Regions from separate parts of the Mus musculus genome. Here region 2 is linked to region 1. Evidence: chromatin contacts called from public Hi-C data. All regions are on one chromosome and are shown on one strand. Each heading gives the region's core, a stretch centred on a gene start, on an enhancer-like site or on the middle of the called end of the contact. The rest is flanking DNA. Distances are from core to core; before and after follow the strand shown. Region 1 overlaps Gm26812 (a long non-coding RNA gene). Region 2 has its middle 29 kb from the start of Gm39268.

Region 1 (7,026 bases), core at 583-3,082:
GGCGTCTCATTGACCTCTAGCCTCCTCTGCCTCCCTGGGAGCAGTGTCTGTAGTCACACACAACTCACAATGAGCTGCTGTCTGCCACCAGATGAGGGTGGTCGTGTCAGAGCAGCTCAGACCAGCAACCAGTGCCTTACACCTGATATTTCCAGCCACACAGGTGCTCGCTCGTAGGGCACGATTAGGGGAGCGCACTGCATGGAGCCCAGGGGGAAAGGGCATGCTCGCTCCTGCCTCATTCAACAAACCTGGGAGCTAAGTGGGGTGCGTGGCTGATGGTCTGTGTCCTTGCACTATCCAGAGCCCCACCCTCTCCTGCCATGGCACTGGGTTTGAGGCACATCCATGGTATAAGGACATCATGGGAAACCAGCCTGCAACAGACCTTGAAGGAGCAGAAACCAGGTACACTCCAGCCGGTGGTCACAGAGGACTGTTTCTGTTTGTCTACCACCCAAAAGTCCCCAGGCAAACCCAGGCCACAGAAGCCTCGGGTCGGATGCACAGGGCTGGAGAAGAAGCCTTTGGGTAGGAGAAAGACAGGGCTGGGTAACAAGTGGCCTCCAGCAAAGACAGGCACAAGCAAGAAAGGCTAGGGACAGTACTCTCTTCTGATCAGCGCGTGTGTGCTAATGCCTGGCTTTGTACATCAAGAGCTGGCTAGGGCCAAGGCTCAGATAAGCCATGAGAACAGCTTGTGCCCAGGGTTGAGAAGCTCAGCTCTGGGAGCTGCCAAGACACCCGCCCCTCCCTGCCCTGCCCCGCCCCTCCTCTCTCTGCTCTTCTGGTATGGGCCTGCCCCCCCCCCCCGTCAGAGCATCTCTCTTTCTCCCTTCCACAGTCCAATGAGCTGATGAAAGGTGGAGACAAGAGGACGCACACACCTAACATGTTCCCTTCCTCCTTCTCCAGCAGGCAGGTCTGCTCCATACAGCAGCACAGGCTGTACACTGGGCAGACACCTGGCACCTGCCTCTGTGTCTGTATACCCAGGCCTGGGCCCCATTAACCCCAAGGATGGGGCGTCTGCGTCTTTACACAGAGAAGGTGCCCAGCAGCCACGCCTCCTGTGGGGCAGCACCCTTTAATAATGTGTGCCCCAGGAGGAAGCCTGTCAGAACGAATTAGCTTCAAACTTAACAGCTTAGAAAACTGGAAGGGGGCTGGTGAGATGGCTCAGTGGGTAAGAGCACCCGACTGCTCTTCCGAAGGTCCGGAGTTCAAATCCCAGCAACCACATGGTGGCTCACAACCATCTGTAACAAGATCTGACTCCCTCTTCTGGAGTGTCTGAAGACAGCTACAGTGTACTTACATATAATAAATAAATAAATAAATAAATAAAGCTAAGCCCTCTCTCTCTCTCTCTTTTAAAAAAAAAAAAAAAAAAAAAAAAAAAAAGAAAACTGGAAGGGCTGCCGTGCCCTGGGGTAGACTAGCTTCCTGTTCCTGCTACCTCAAAGCTTCTCCATTCGCAAGTCTGGGCAGGGAGGGCTGGAACCACAGGCTGGGGAAACTTCATCTCCTTCCCTGAACCCTCTCACAGTGTCTCAGAACTCAGGCACGCGCCCTGCTCCCCTCCCCCTTCAGCCTGTGTTACCAAGCAGGAGCTTATGAGAGTGAATGCCCTGGGAATAGTTACAACGTAACTCACCTTAGGGTCTGAAGCTGTGTCTCGGGCAGCCTTTTCAACTCAGACTTAGCCTCTGTCCTGGAAATCCAACTGAAAGAGCCACATTCATGGGGAAAAGTTGGAAAGGGGGGCGTTTGTTCAGTAGCCACTTTGGGAGAGAGAGGGAGAAGTCCCGGGACTTCCCTCAGATCTGCCTTTGAGCTCCTGACATTAAGACTTAGGCTAAGCCGAGAGGTGGTGGCACACGCCTTTAATCCCAGCACTGGGAGGCAGAGGCAGGGGGATTTCTGAGTTTGAGGCCAACCTGGTCTACAAAGTGAGTTCCAGGACAGCCAGGGCTATACAGAGAAACCCTGTCTCGAAAAAACCAAAAAAAAAAAAAAAAAAAGAAAGAAAAAAGAAAAAAAGACTTAGGCTAAATGGAAGGCGAGAGAGCATAACTAAGCAGTCCTGGTCTGGGTGTGGTCCTGTCCATCACAACCCTCCATAGTAGTCTCAGCTGCACTCTCCTGTAAGGAGGTCTGAAAGTTGCAAGTCTCTTTCCAGAAGAAAAGCGTCCCTACCAGCTGGCCAAGGCTTTATTTAGCCTTTTTCTTCTCTGAGCGTGAGATTCCTGGGGGAATTATAATTCTCTGATTTGGCACAAATTCCCTCCGTCAGAAAACACCTTGTTGACTTTATCCCCTGAGTTTGGAATTCTGGGTTAGCATTTTTTTTTTTTTTTTTTTTAGCATATTGGCAAGTTGTTCTAAGATTTTCTTGCTGATAGCGAGGGTATAACTTGGTCAGTTCCTTCTTGGTTCTATTCCAAATGTCCATCCCCTGATGGGTAGGCAAACACATACAGTTGTAGAGGTTAAATTTTGATTGTTATGGAGGTGGTGGCGCATGCCTTTAATCTCAGCACTCAGGAGGCAGGGGTAGGCAGGTTTCCGAGTTCGTGACCACTCTGGTCTACAGCATGAGTTCCAGGACACAGAGAAATCCTGTCTTGGAAAAACAAACAAACAAACAAACAAACAAACACACCAAGCATAAAAGTTTTAGTTGTCAAAACAAGCTAGAATCATCAGGGAAGAGGCTCAGTGAGGGTTTGGCTTGATTGATCATTGCCATAAGAGAAATCTATCCTACCGTGGGCGGTACCATCCCCTAAGTCCGGGGTCCTGCACGGGCAGCCATGTTCACTCTCTCTCTGTTCTTGACTGTGGATATGACCAGCTGCTCCCAATCCTCTCTGGACTTCTCCACGGTGCCTGGATCAAAATAAACATTTTCTTAAAGTTGCTGAGGTGTTTTATCCCAGCAGCAGGAACAAACCTAGGCCTGCGGTGCATCCATCTGACAGAGTATCACTCAACCACGAAGCACTGCCACATGTTACAATGTAGAGGAACCTGGAAATCCTGCTGCTTGAGAAGAGAAGCCAGACACAAAGGACCATGTGTCATGAGCCAGGGACACGAGATGTCCTGCTAGGGAAACCCACAGAGGTGGAGACAGATGTGCCTGGCAACCAGAGCTGTCACGGGGGAGCCCGGAAGTGGTGGTTCTGGGGTTCATTGAGTGTGCTGACGATCCTTTGTCATTAACGGGGACACCCCTGATCACAGTTGGACTGGTGAGTCTGTGGCAGGTGAGTGTGTCTCACAAGCTCTCGTCATTGGTGCTGTGGCCCTGGGCTCTGCTCTTCTTGACACCTGGCTCTGTCTTGTTATACAGTTGGGGTCTATGGAAAGTATCTGACTTTGGGACCCAAAGAGTTTTTTTTTTTTCCATTTCCTCCTCCTTCCCCTCCTCCTCCTCTTCTTCTTTCTCTTCTCTTCCTTCTCTTCCTCTTCCCCCTCCTTTTTCTCTCCCCCTCCTCTTCTTCCTTCCCCTTCTTCTTTCTCTTCCTCCTCCCTATCCCCCTCCCCTTCTCCTCCCCTTGCCCCCCCTCCTCTTCCTCCCCATTCTTTATGTGCATGGGGGATTTGTCTGCATATATGCCTGTGCATCATGCGTTCGCCGGGCACTAAGGGCATTGGATTCCCCTAGTGCTAGAGTTACAGATGGTTGTGAGCTTCCTGTGGGCGCTGGGAATTAACACTGGGTCCTGTGGAAGAGCAGCCAGTTCTCTTAACTGTGAGCCATCTCTCCAGCCCAATTTTCTGATTAGTGACATGTAAGAACAGAAAGGTCCCCGGGGTAGTTAGAGCACAGAGGTGCAGACCAGGGGGGGCCATATGTAAGGGAGGACAGAGGGAGAGAGCCGCCATGTCCCCCAGCCCATGCTGAGCCTGCCACCACCTCCCATCCTCCCTGGAATTTCTTTTCCATTGCTACTTCTGGTTCATGAAGGAGGTTAAGATTTTGATTCCCTCTTGGCCCTGCTCTGCCACCTGCTGAGAGCAGCCACGGTCCCCATGCACTGTGTGATGCTCAGTGTACAGTGACGTAGGACGTGTCAGTACTCCTTGACCATCTGGGCGTTTCCCTCCTAGGCACTCCTGTGGCTCCCCTTCCTACCTAGCCAGCTCAGCTGGACCCCAGCAATGGCTTCCCACCACCCATGATCTTTCCTTTTGTCTCAAAACACACACGGGAAGATGGATTCTGTTACAGTCCCGAAAGTCAGATTTCCACACGAAGTCTCAGTGGGCCAAGTGAAGGTGTGGGCAGGGTGGCTTCTATCGAAGGCTCTGGGAGGAATACACCTGTAGTTCTTGGGCCTGCAGCTCTTTCTTCTGTCTTCAAATAAACCTGGCCATGTCTTCTCTCTGGCTGCCTACCTGTCTCTTCTGACAATTCATAATTGCCTCTTTCAAGATCTTGAACTGATAAGATCTTGATTAGCCCACACCAGATTATCCTTTTGGGCCTTGAAGGTCACAGCCACAGGCTCTACCTGGGATCTTGGGAGAGAGAATCTGGGAGGTGTTAAAATGACCCTCCACCAGCCCCTAGGGGCTGCAGCTCTTCTTAATAGCACTTTGCAAGTCACTGCTTGCTAGCCTTGGTGACAAACAGCATATAATTCCAATCTGTCTAATGTGGAGCCCTTTCTGATTATACTCCCATCCTCCCACAATATCACAGCAGCCCAAACCCCTGGAGGTCACCCTCCATCATCCCCACAGGAGCTCCACCCTCCCTGACACCACTGCTAAGTTCATTCACACCATTGGTCTTCACACCATTGGTCCTCAGATGTCTCCTGCCTCGCCTCCACAGTAGATGAGACACTCCCAGACTGCAGAGGCCACTCAGTTCATGGAACAGCCCCACAGTAGCATCTTCACTGAGGCAGGAAGAATTCCACAGAGCTGGTGGGACAGCACCAGCCCAGCCACTGGTTCTTGGCATGGTTCTCTGTCAAGTTGTCAATTCAGAGGCACAAAGGGCCCTTGGCTCGGCCTGAGAGAACAGAAGGGGCTGTGTGCTGCTGTCCATCTGATGTCCTGGGGTGCTGGGGGGTGCACTCTAGCTAATGGACTTCTTCCTGACTGTGGAGAAGTCACGGGGCTACAAAGGGAACCCTGCCTAGCTTCTCTTCAGAAGCCTACCCACTGAGCACTGGAAATCTTGTTTATCTTGCCACCCCTGCTCCTTCCAAGACTGACTTTGGCCATCGGTAGCCGAGAGTATTTGGTGGCCCAGTGAAACCACAGGTAAATGACACCCGTGTGTTGGCAGGAGAGCCTGGCTCGCGCCTTCCTGGTTGGCAGAGTCTCAGGACATTGAGAAGGGAGTGCAGAGGACAGGGATGCCCGAGAGGCACAGCCAAGCAGGTCTAGGCACATTTGCATCCCTTCCCCAGGCCTGCTGGGACTTCATATGGCTCTGGTGTGGCTGTTAATTATAGCAAACACAGTCATAGCTGGAGAGTTCTCCTGTGGCCTCATTGGGCCGAAGGCTAAAAAGATGTCTCCGGTGGTGGCCGAATAACTTAAGCCCAGTGATGCGAGAGTGCTCTGTTTACTGAAGTGAAGCCCTTCTGGGGAGAATCCTGCCAGAGACCACGGAGACTCCAAAGAGTGGGTGGAAGAGGCCATTGTTCAGCTGGGAAGCTAGCTCTGTCAGTAAAGGGCTTGCCCCAAGGGGACCTGAGTTTGATCCCCAGGATTCCGGTGAAAACAGGCTGTCAGTGCTGGGGAGGTAGGACAGACGGAGCACTGGGACCTACCTAGCTTATTTGGTGAGTTCTCAGGGGTGGAGAGACCAACTCCAAAAACAATGTGGATGACACCTGAGGATGTACAACTGAGGTTGGCCTCTGACCACCACATCCACCACTATTGTTGCACACACAGACATACCTACACATGTGAACAAACACAAATGCACATATATCACCAAGGGGTTACTCAGCCTGGTCAAGGAGGGAAAATGGTTTGGTTTTGTTTGTTTTGTTTTTGTTTGTTTGTTTTTATGGCAATAATGTCTGAGGTATCAGGCAGCGACATTTGAAGATTATAAGCAGATACCCACTGTAGGGCAGACGGATGAATGTGTTTGGAGGATCCTGGCAAGCTTGCTTCTGTACCACCAGTTTCCGTGCCTCCTTCTGCATGCCACCCAGCCTATGAACCCTGCCAGTCGCCTTGTACAAAGCAGCACCCTGGGCTCCAGCACCTAGAGTGGACGTGGCCAGCTCAAGCCCAGCACATCTTGTTCCCTCTCCTGCCTTGCCTGCTAAGCCTCTCTATGTCCAACACATTAATTCCCAAAGAATGAAACAGCCAGAGGGACCCTAGAGAGCTGGAACTTGCTCCAGAGGATTAATGACTTCCCTAGCCTGACGGAACAAGTCTGCAGAACAGCCTACCCGTCCCGGATGGTGACACTGTCTTATTATTCTTGTCATGTCTCTGTGGTGCTCTCCTGGCTTCACAAACATCTTGGGCAGCAGACAAGAAGAGCCCGGTGCGGAGCTAGGAGTCTTTTCTCTAATTCCTCCCTCGAGCTAAGAACAGCAGTCACTCCTGACGTCAAGCTCTGATCTGAAGATCAGCCGATTTGTTTGCCCATAAAAAAGACAAACCACGGCTTGTTTGGCTTTTCCTTTGAAGCAAAAGCATCTCCGTGACAACAAAACCTTGACAAGGAACCAACAAGGCCGTAGGAGCCCAAGGCTCAGATAGGGCGCTGAAGGGCAGTCATCTGTCCTGGCAGGTGATGGGTCTCAAGACTGCCCGGAGCTGAGTTTCCACAAATCTGAGCCTTGAGTCTGAGCCATAGGATCTGTGACCTGAAATGGTGTGCAAAAGCTCAGGAATACATCCTGTTTGTTTCCTTCCTTCCTTATAAAACGAAGCATGCAAGAGTGAGACTTCTTATGATTACAGGGACATCCACTTGTGCTCTAGTGAGACTGCACGTTGTGACTAGCTTTAATTGTCAAGTTGACA
Region 2 (7,009 bases), core at 165-2,664, 320 kb before region 1:
TTTTGGTTTCTTAGATTTACTTGTCTGTCTGTCTGTCTGTCTATTTGCTTGCTTGCGAGAATGTTTTGCTTGTATGTATGTCTGTACACCACGGATGTGCCTGGTATTCTCAGGGGTCAGGAGGGTATCTAAGTCCCTGGGACTGGAGTTGCAGTTATGTGCCACCTTGTGGATGCTGAGAATTGAACCTGGGCCCTCTGCAAGAGAAACTTCTTAACCTTTCAGCCAGCTCTCCAGCCCCCACAGTCCTTGAGGTTTTCTGTTTGGCCTTATTCCCTGTCTGTCCCGGCTTCCTGACTGCAGATGCTACGTGGCCGCCTGCCACACGCTGCTCCATGACTTCCTTACCACAGCCGACCCTATCCTTCCTTGTACCATGAGCCAGAATAAACCTGCCGTGCACAGGAGGGAGGCGATTCCAGGGATTTTGTCACAGCAACCAGAAATGTAGTTAGGACAGATCTGAACGGACACTTCTTCCGAGGAGGAGAAGGCAGCTGGTCAGTGCTCAGAAGGGTGAAGAGGATCATTAGGTGCAAGAAAATGCAAATTGAAACCGTTTCACACCCACAAGGTCAGCTAGCGAGAAGATAGTCATGGCTTAGCGATGGTACGGGGAATCTGTACTCCTCTGCGCTGCTGGCAGGAGTAGTCAACTTCTGAGCTACCTGCTCTACCACTCTGACCATTCCTCAGCATGTGGGAGTCAGAGTGGCCATGGGACTCCGTGATCGCACCCATAGATTTATACTCAGGACAAATGGAAACTTCCATCCACAGTGAAACCCCTACACAAATGTCTCTTACTCCTAACAACAGTGGGAACTGGTCAGAACTTCCACAGTGCGGTCTCTCACGCAGTGCCATCATCGCTCAGCCATAAGGACAGACGGGGAGCTGACTCATGCCACAGCACTTTGAAGCTTGCTGAGTGAAAGAAGCCAGACCACATGCTGCCTGGTTCTGTTACATAAGATGTCAGGAAAGACAAATGTATGGAGACAGAGGGGAGCTTAGCAGCTGCGGGGTGGGGAGCGACCATGAGTGCAGCAAGGGCTATGGGGATTCTTCTCCAGGGCGGAAGGGGCACTATGGACCGAGATAGTAGGACGGCTGGACAGCTCTGAATATATCCACTGGGCTGTTTGCTTTTGGAAGGAGGGTTTTATGCTGCCTGAGTTACAGCAGCTAAATACAGATGTTGTAGACTGAGTTACAGCTAAATACAGATGTTGTAGAGTTCACTGCCTTACCTCCTTGAGCTCTGGCTGAGGTGGAGATGGAGTGGAAATGTCTTTAAGCAGAGCCTGTTCAACTCTACTTAGAAAAGCAAACCCTGGGTGTCTCTGTCCACATGGCATGGAGGTGTGGGTGCTCACAGCCACTGAGTAACACTGTGTGTCACACCCTAGACAACTCAACTAAGTGGGATGTTAGAGCCACCCACTGTCTACAGACCCCGTGAATAGGGGCCTCGGGCAGAGCTGTCAGTCCCTTAAGTCCCTAGCCAGCAAAGGAGACTCACCTCATGCAGTGCCTCCCGGACAGGGTGGGGCACTGAATGCAGAGTGCATGCATGGGACGCAGCACCTGGTAATGCAGGCAACTGGGCAGGAGGCTCACGTTGCATGTCCTCGAACTCCTCCTTAAGCCCACGACAGGATCCAGGTTCTACATGTTGGGCTCCTGCAGGGTAGCCAGCTACGGGACTTTGTACATGTGTGTATTGGAAATGTGTGTACGGGAGTGTGAGGGATGTACTGCATGTGTGGGCATAGGCATTGTGTGCATGTGAGGATGGGCACGGTGTGCAAGCCTGTGTACACATGTGTGTGTGCATGCCCTCCTATTTCCTAGACATGCAGACATCCTCCAGTGAGGACCCCTGGGTGCCAGGCACGCACTGAACCACAGAAGGACCAGGAGGCACTGGTGCCCAGGTGTGTTCTCTCGGCAATGTCTGTACGCAACATGGCTCACACTACCTCACAGTGTGAGGAGTTCTGGGGGCTTCTAAACCACCCACTCCATCGTGGTCCATGAGTGTGGTTTCGGGATCCCTGAACTCAGAATTTGAGTCAGAGAAACAGAGCTAACACCCAAATCCAAGCAGGAGCCCTGTCGGGGCACGGCTGGGACGGTGTGTGCTGGCCCCGTAACTTGTAGTTTCTATCTTAGCAGAAGGGCAGAGTCCAGGAACCAGTTCCATAGTTTATAGCTGCTAGCTACAGATGCTTCGGGGGAGGGGGAACAAGGTACCAGCAGGACAGGGAGGGAGCTTCAGGTTGGCACCTCCCCTGGTGGTTCCTTGACTTCAACATTCTGTGTGTGTGTGTGCACATGTGTGTACCCAGGTATAAACACGTATGCGCACATGTGTGTACCCAGGTATAAACACGTATGTGCACATGTGTGTACCCAGGTATAAATACGTATGTGCACATGTGTGTACCCAGGTATAAACACGTATGTGCACATGTGTGCCCATGTGTGCAGCACCCACATGTGAGCAAGTGACAGACAGAGGTGGCCTTCAGATGTCCTGCTTTAGCCAGCTCTGCTTTTTGTTTGTTTGTTGTCTGAAACAAGCATGTCTCCCCGAACCTGGAGCGCTTTGCTTTTGGTTGGCTGTCTGGCCAGCAAGCCCCCAGGATCTGCCTGTTTTTGGACCACCCTCACAGATGTGCACTGCCACACCTGACCCTCACACAGGTTCAAGGGGACCAAACTCAGGTCTTCCTGCTTTCACGGCAAGCACCTTACACACCGAGCCTTCTCCCTGGCCTGGCTTCTCTGCTCCTGACGCTGAAGATGCCACAGAGACTGGAAGCAATGTCTGAGCCTTGCTCTGCACAGCCCAGAGCTTCGTGGAGGACTGTGGGAACATGATGCTCACAACTGCTCATGGCTCCCTGGGGTGAATGGTGACTCAGTCACCATGAGTCAAAGGGGCCCCTAGAACACTCTTGCTGGCCCCGCTATCCCCTCTTGTCATTTCCCATCTGCAGATGTTCGGGGCTCCTGGCACTGGCCCTGCGAACTCAGTCATGGTGTGGGAGGGGCGACAGTGTGTAGAGACAGTATGGATTCCTTCAGGTTTACTGTCCTAGCCTCAGATAAGTGGCCACAAATAGGTGGCCTTATTTCCTTCCAGGCCTCTGCTCACACCCCAGGGTGACTTTTTACGAGGATTCTTCAGGAAAATCTTAAACTGCTCCCAACAGTCATTGGTTAGAAAGAGACTCTGAGCACGTGCCCAGTAGCCCCAGAGTGACTTGGGTCCTTAGGAACCTCCTGCTTGGGTCAGAAGCCCCCTACCTGTCCCTGCTAAGCATCTTTGCAGAGGAAGTGGGGCAGTACCAGGCAGCAGCAACAGCTTTTCCTGAGAGCAGTGTTTGCTTGGGGCCGGGGAGGGTGTGCCCACCCACCTCCGACTGGGCTTGGAGCTAGTGAGTCTAAGCACTTAGGAATAGACATACTCTACCCACAGGTAAGATGCCTACCGAAGTAGAAACATTGTATCCATTCTCAAGATCTTGCCCGAAAGTATAGGTGCCTGACAGCATCAGATAGGGCTGTGGGCCACTATGAAGCAGACGAAGCTATGTGTGTGGGAGGGGATACAACTCAGGGCCAGCTCCTGCAGCTTCAGGCAAATGTCTCATGGCAGCAAGAGGAGGGAAGACACCATTAGAACACCCCATGGCTGTATGCACTTGTTCCAGAAACTTGAAAGAGAGAGGACGAGGAGTGGTGTCTCTGATGGTCTACACGACATGACTGGACAGACGGCTGGCATGACCAGCTTGTTGGCAAAGTCTGAACCTAGTCCTGCCAACCTCAAGTCCAGTGTCCATGCAGCACTGCCCAGCTCCAGAGGCTCCTAGAGTAGAACTGGCTTTGATGAACAAGAAGTGACTTCCACCAGGGCAAGCAAGATGCCAATACAGGAGGGGGCATTGGTGATGTCAGGTTCTAATTTCTTTCCCAGGTCAGGCAACTCAAGTATAAATGGGGTCAGGCAGACAGGCTGGGTGGGGCTTGTCCCCTGAGCATTCAGACCTAGCTCCTTCACAGGCTGATGCTGCTAAGAACGAGCCTAGCCCTGGGGGCCCCTCCTCTCTCACAGGGTGGGCTCCTTAAAGACCTACCAACAGCAAAGGGAAACTGAATTCGGGAGTCGTAGGACCCTAGAGCCTCGGACAAAGACCCCATTAACCCGAAGACCTCTCAAAAGGGGAAGGTAACAGGGCTGGCACCCAGTTGGCAAGGAATCATGAGATCTTGTCTGCAAAGGCTGCCTAAGAAGCCAGAGGTCTCCATCCCATACACAGCAGTCCCATGGGGGTTTGGCTTCTGGCTCTAAGGGTCACAATCTCAAGACAGGCCTCCAGAGGCCCCACGCTTCCATGGCCTCTACCCACTGCTACCCAGCTCTCTTTCCCTGGGAATAATCTGGGCCAACTGACCTTCTCTGTCCTTGGCCCACTTCAAGCTTGCCTCGTGCCGCCTACCCCTAACCCCCATTCCAGGTTCCTGACCTGCCTCTCTTCTCCTCTGCTAACTTCCTGTGTACTAGAAAGCTAGCGTGGCCTCCCCAATCCAAGGAGACAGAGCAAGTGTCCCTCACCAGGCTGAGTGCTCACCAGAGACTGTCATGACAGCGGTGGCCTCGCCCTCAGGAGGAGGTAAGGCTGGTGGGATGGGGCTTCAGCTTTGAGAACAGAAGGATCAGGACACATCCTTTCACATACGCTGGTGCTGGTCTGCTGGAACGCTACGCTCAGTCAGGTTGAGGGAACACTTTCTGTGAGCTGGAGCCAACTGAGGAGGGTGGGGTGGGCTCTGTGTCCCAGAGGTCACCTCCCTTGAGTGCCAGTCTGAGTCTCTCTCCTGCACAGGACCAGCAGCATCCTGGGAACAGGTCCATCTGCATGAATGAGGCTTAGTGCGTCCACACCCTGTCTACTGCTCGTTACATTTTCCTAATGTGGAAAGTTGAACAAACAAGGGTGTCCCGGCCTTGCCTTCCTCCACTCAGCCTGGCCCAGGGGATTTGGAGCTGCCAGCCTTGCCTGAGGGAACTCCCGATAGGGAGACACAAAGAGGTCCTCAGGACATGGGGGTTAGGTGATGACCGGGCAGGTAGCATCTTATATTCTGAGCCTTACCATTTCTCAAAGGCTCTTCCAGAGTAGACCAACCCCTCCCTGAGTCAGGTCTCTAAGAAACCTGGGACAAAAGGCTACCCATGGTATCTATTAGCATACCACAATGGCTCCTGACCTCTAGGTTCACTCAGTACCTGGCTCCTCCCTGCCTACCTTAAACCTTTTCAGCCCAGGGGCTTCCCATCCCCAGCTTCTCTTTCCTATGTAACCAGCCATTTAGCCACCGACTCTCCTGGCTTTTCTTTTCAAGTACACCAGAAGAAGGAAGCTGATCTCATTAGGGATGGTTGTGAGCCACCATCTGGTTGCTGGGAATTGAACTCAGGACCTCTGGAAGAATAGTCAGTGCTCTTTTGTTTTTTGTTTTTTGTTTTTTTTGGGGGGGTTGTTTGTCTGTTTTTGTTTTTGTTTTGTTCTTGAGACAGGGTTTCTCTGTGTAGCCCTGGCTGTCTTGGAACTCACTCTGTAGACCAGGCTGGCCTTGAACTCAGAAATCCACCTGCCTCTGCCTCCCAAGTGCTGGGATTACAGGTGTGCACTACCACTGCCTGGCCCAGTCAGTGCTCTTAACTGCTGTGCCATCTCTCCAGACCCCTCTCTTCCTCTCTTGCCCCTCCCCCACCACCCTGGTTCAGCCTGCTGGTCATCCAGATGCCTCTAGGTCCCCCCACCCCACCCCTACCCCCGCCATCTACAATAAAATCCCCCTCAACCATACCTCGGAGTGGTCATGCCCTACTTATCCTTCATACCCCAAGGCAGAGCTCCCAGCCGAGGCCATGCTTGGGCCTTGTCTCACCAGGGACACACCTGTGTCCCCTACTCCCCTAGAGGAGAATGGGGACTTTGAGGCAACTGCCCTCTTATGACCCCAAAGGCCTTTTTTTCAAAGTGGTGACAGTGACCAGGGAGGGGACCCTGGAGTTTAGAACCTACTGTTCCTGTGCACGGAGCCCATGTGTGTCCAGAGTGGTAGTGATCACCTGACCAGGATGCTCAAAACTATAGCATGCACCTGCCCACCGCACCTGCCCACCGCACCTGCCCACCGCCAGGTGCTCTCCCGCCTCTGCTGGTCCCATCTTACCCCAACTTCCCACCTTTTATCTGTACCCCCAACCCAACATGCCCATCAGTATTCTAGTTGTCAACACAGGCTTTGAAGGGCTTTGGGGCTATGGGGGCTTCCTTGGGGAGTCTCTTTCAGTTTTCTCTGCCTGACTTTCATCTACCCGCAGTATATGCTAGGAAGTATGCATAAACCGCTAGCTCTCAACAGTGGGTGCATGGTGCCTGCCAGGAGCTTGTCTTGGGAACCTATGGCCCAGAGCAGTGGCTGTCCATGAACTAGAATACATGAATGAATGAATGAATGAATGAATGAATGGATAGACAGACAGATGAATGGATGTGGCAACTAGCAGGGGGATGTGGTTCACACTGAACCATTGTGTCCCCCAAGTGTGCATGGCGAAGTCTGATCCCAAGGGGATGGCATGAGAGAATGGGTCCCTGGACAGTGACGGATCCATGGAGCAGAGGCCCATGAAGGGGACTGTGACATACAGAAGGGACCCAGAGGGTAGCATCCTCTTCTGCAGCTGCAGCCGAGGAGTGAAGGTAATGTGAGCATCCTAAAGAGGCCCCAAGAATGACAGCCCCTGCCTTCAGGCATCTGGACTCCAGCACAGATGTCCTAGCTGCTTGGTCTCCAACATCTGTCACAGCAGCCAGGACGGCTTCGACGGGAGCCAGGGGAATCAACCTTCCTCCGACCCGTACAGTGTTCCTGGGGTGACACACTGGCTTCCTCTAGGTTCTGCTTGCTTTGCGGGCTC

What was found. Hi-C and Micro-C count contacts between places; a contact is called where the count stands out from the background.
Region 2: a contact with region 1 is called in a Hi-C map of the N1E-115 cell line, with 2.8 times the contacts expected there. The contact joins two enhancer-like sites. A contact is called at or near these places in 2 of 484 Hi-C or Micro-C datasets (the N1E-115 cell line and embryonic stem cells) and 1 of 115 datasets of contacts at active chromatin or transcription factors (pancreatic cancer cells).

What each region holds. Positions count from the first base shown.
Region 1 is chr8:121,855,962-121,862,987 of GRCm38.p6, reverse strand. It overlaps Gm26812 (a long non-coding RNA gene), which reads right to left. Exons shown (of 4, transcript XR_879277.2): 2 at 2,771-2,892. Among named protein-coding and RNA genes, the nearest start is that of Gm26812, 7.6 kb to the right of the region's middle. Within about 2 kb of position 1,832, at least 62 of the 459 cell types and tissues checked have an H3K27ac peak or open chromatin away from gene starts, as enhancers often do. A contact at or near this core is called in the N1E-115 cell line, where this site is marked.
Region 2 is chr8:122,175,501-122,182,509 of GRCm38.p6, reverse strand. It overlaps a transcript of Zfp469 not described here. Among named protein-coding and RNA genes, the nearest start is that of Gm39268, 29 kb to the right of the region's middle. Within about 2 kb of position 1,414, at least 87 of the 459 cell types and tissues checked have an H3K27ac peak or open chromatin away from gene starts, as enhancers often do. A contact at or near this core is called in the N1E-115 cell line, where this site is marked.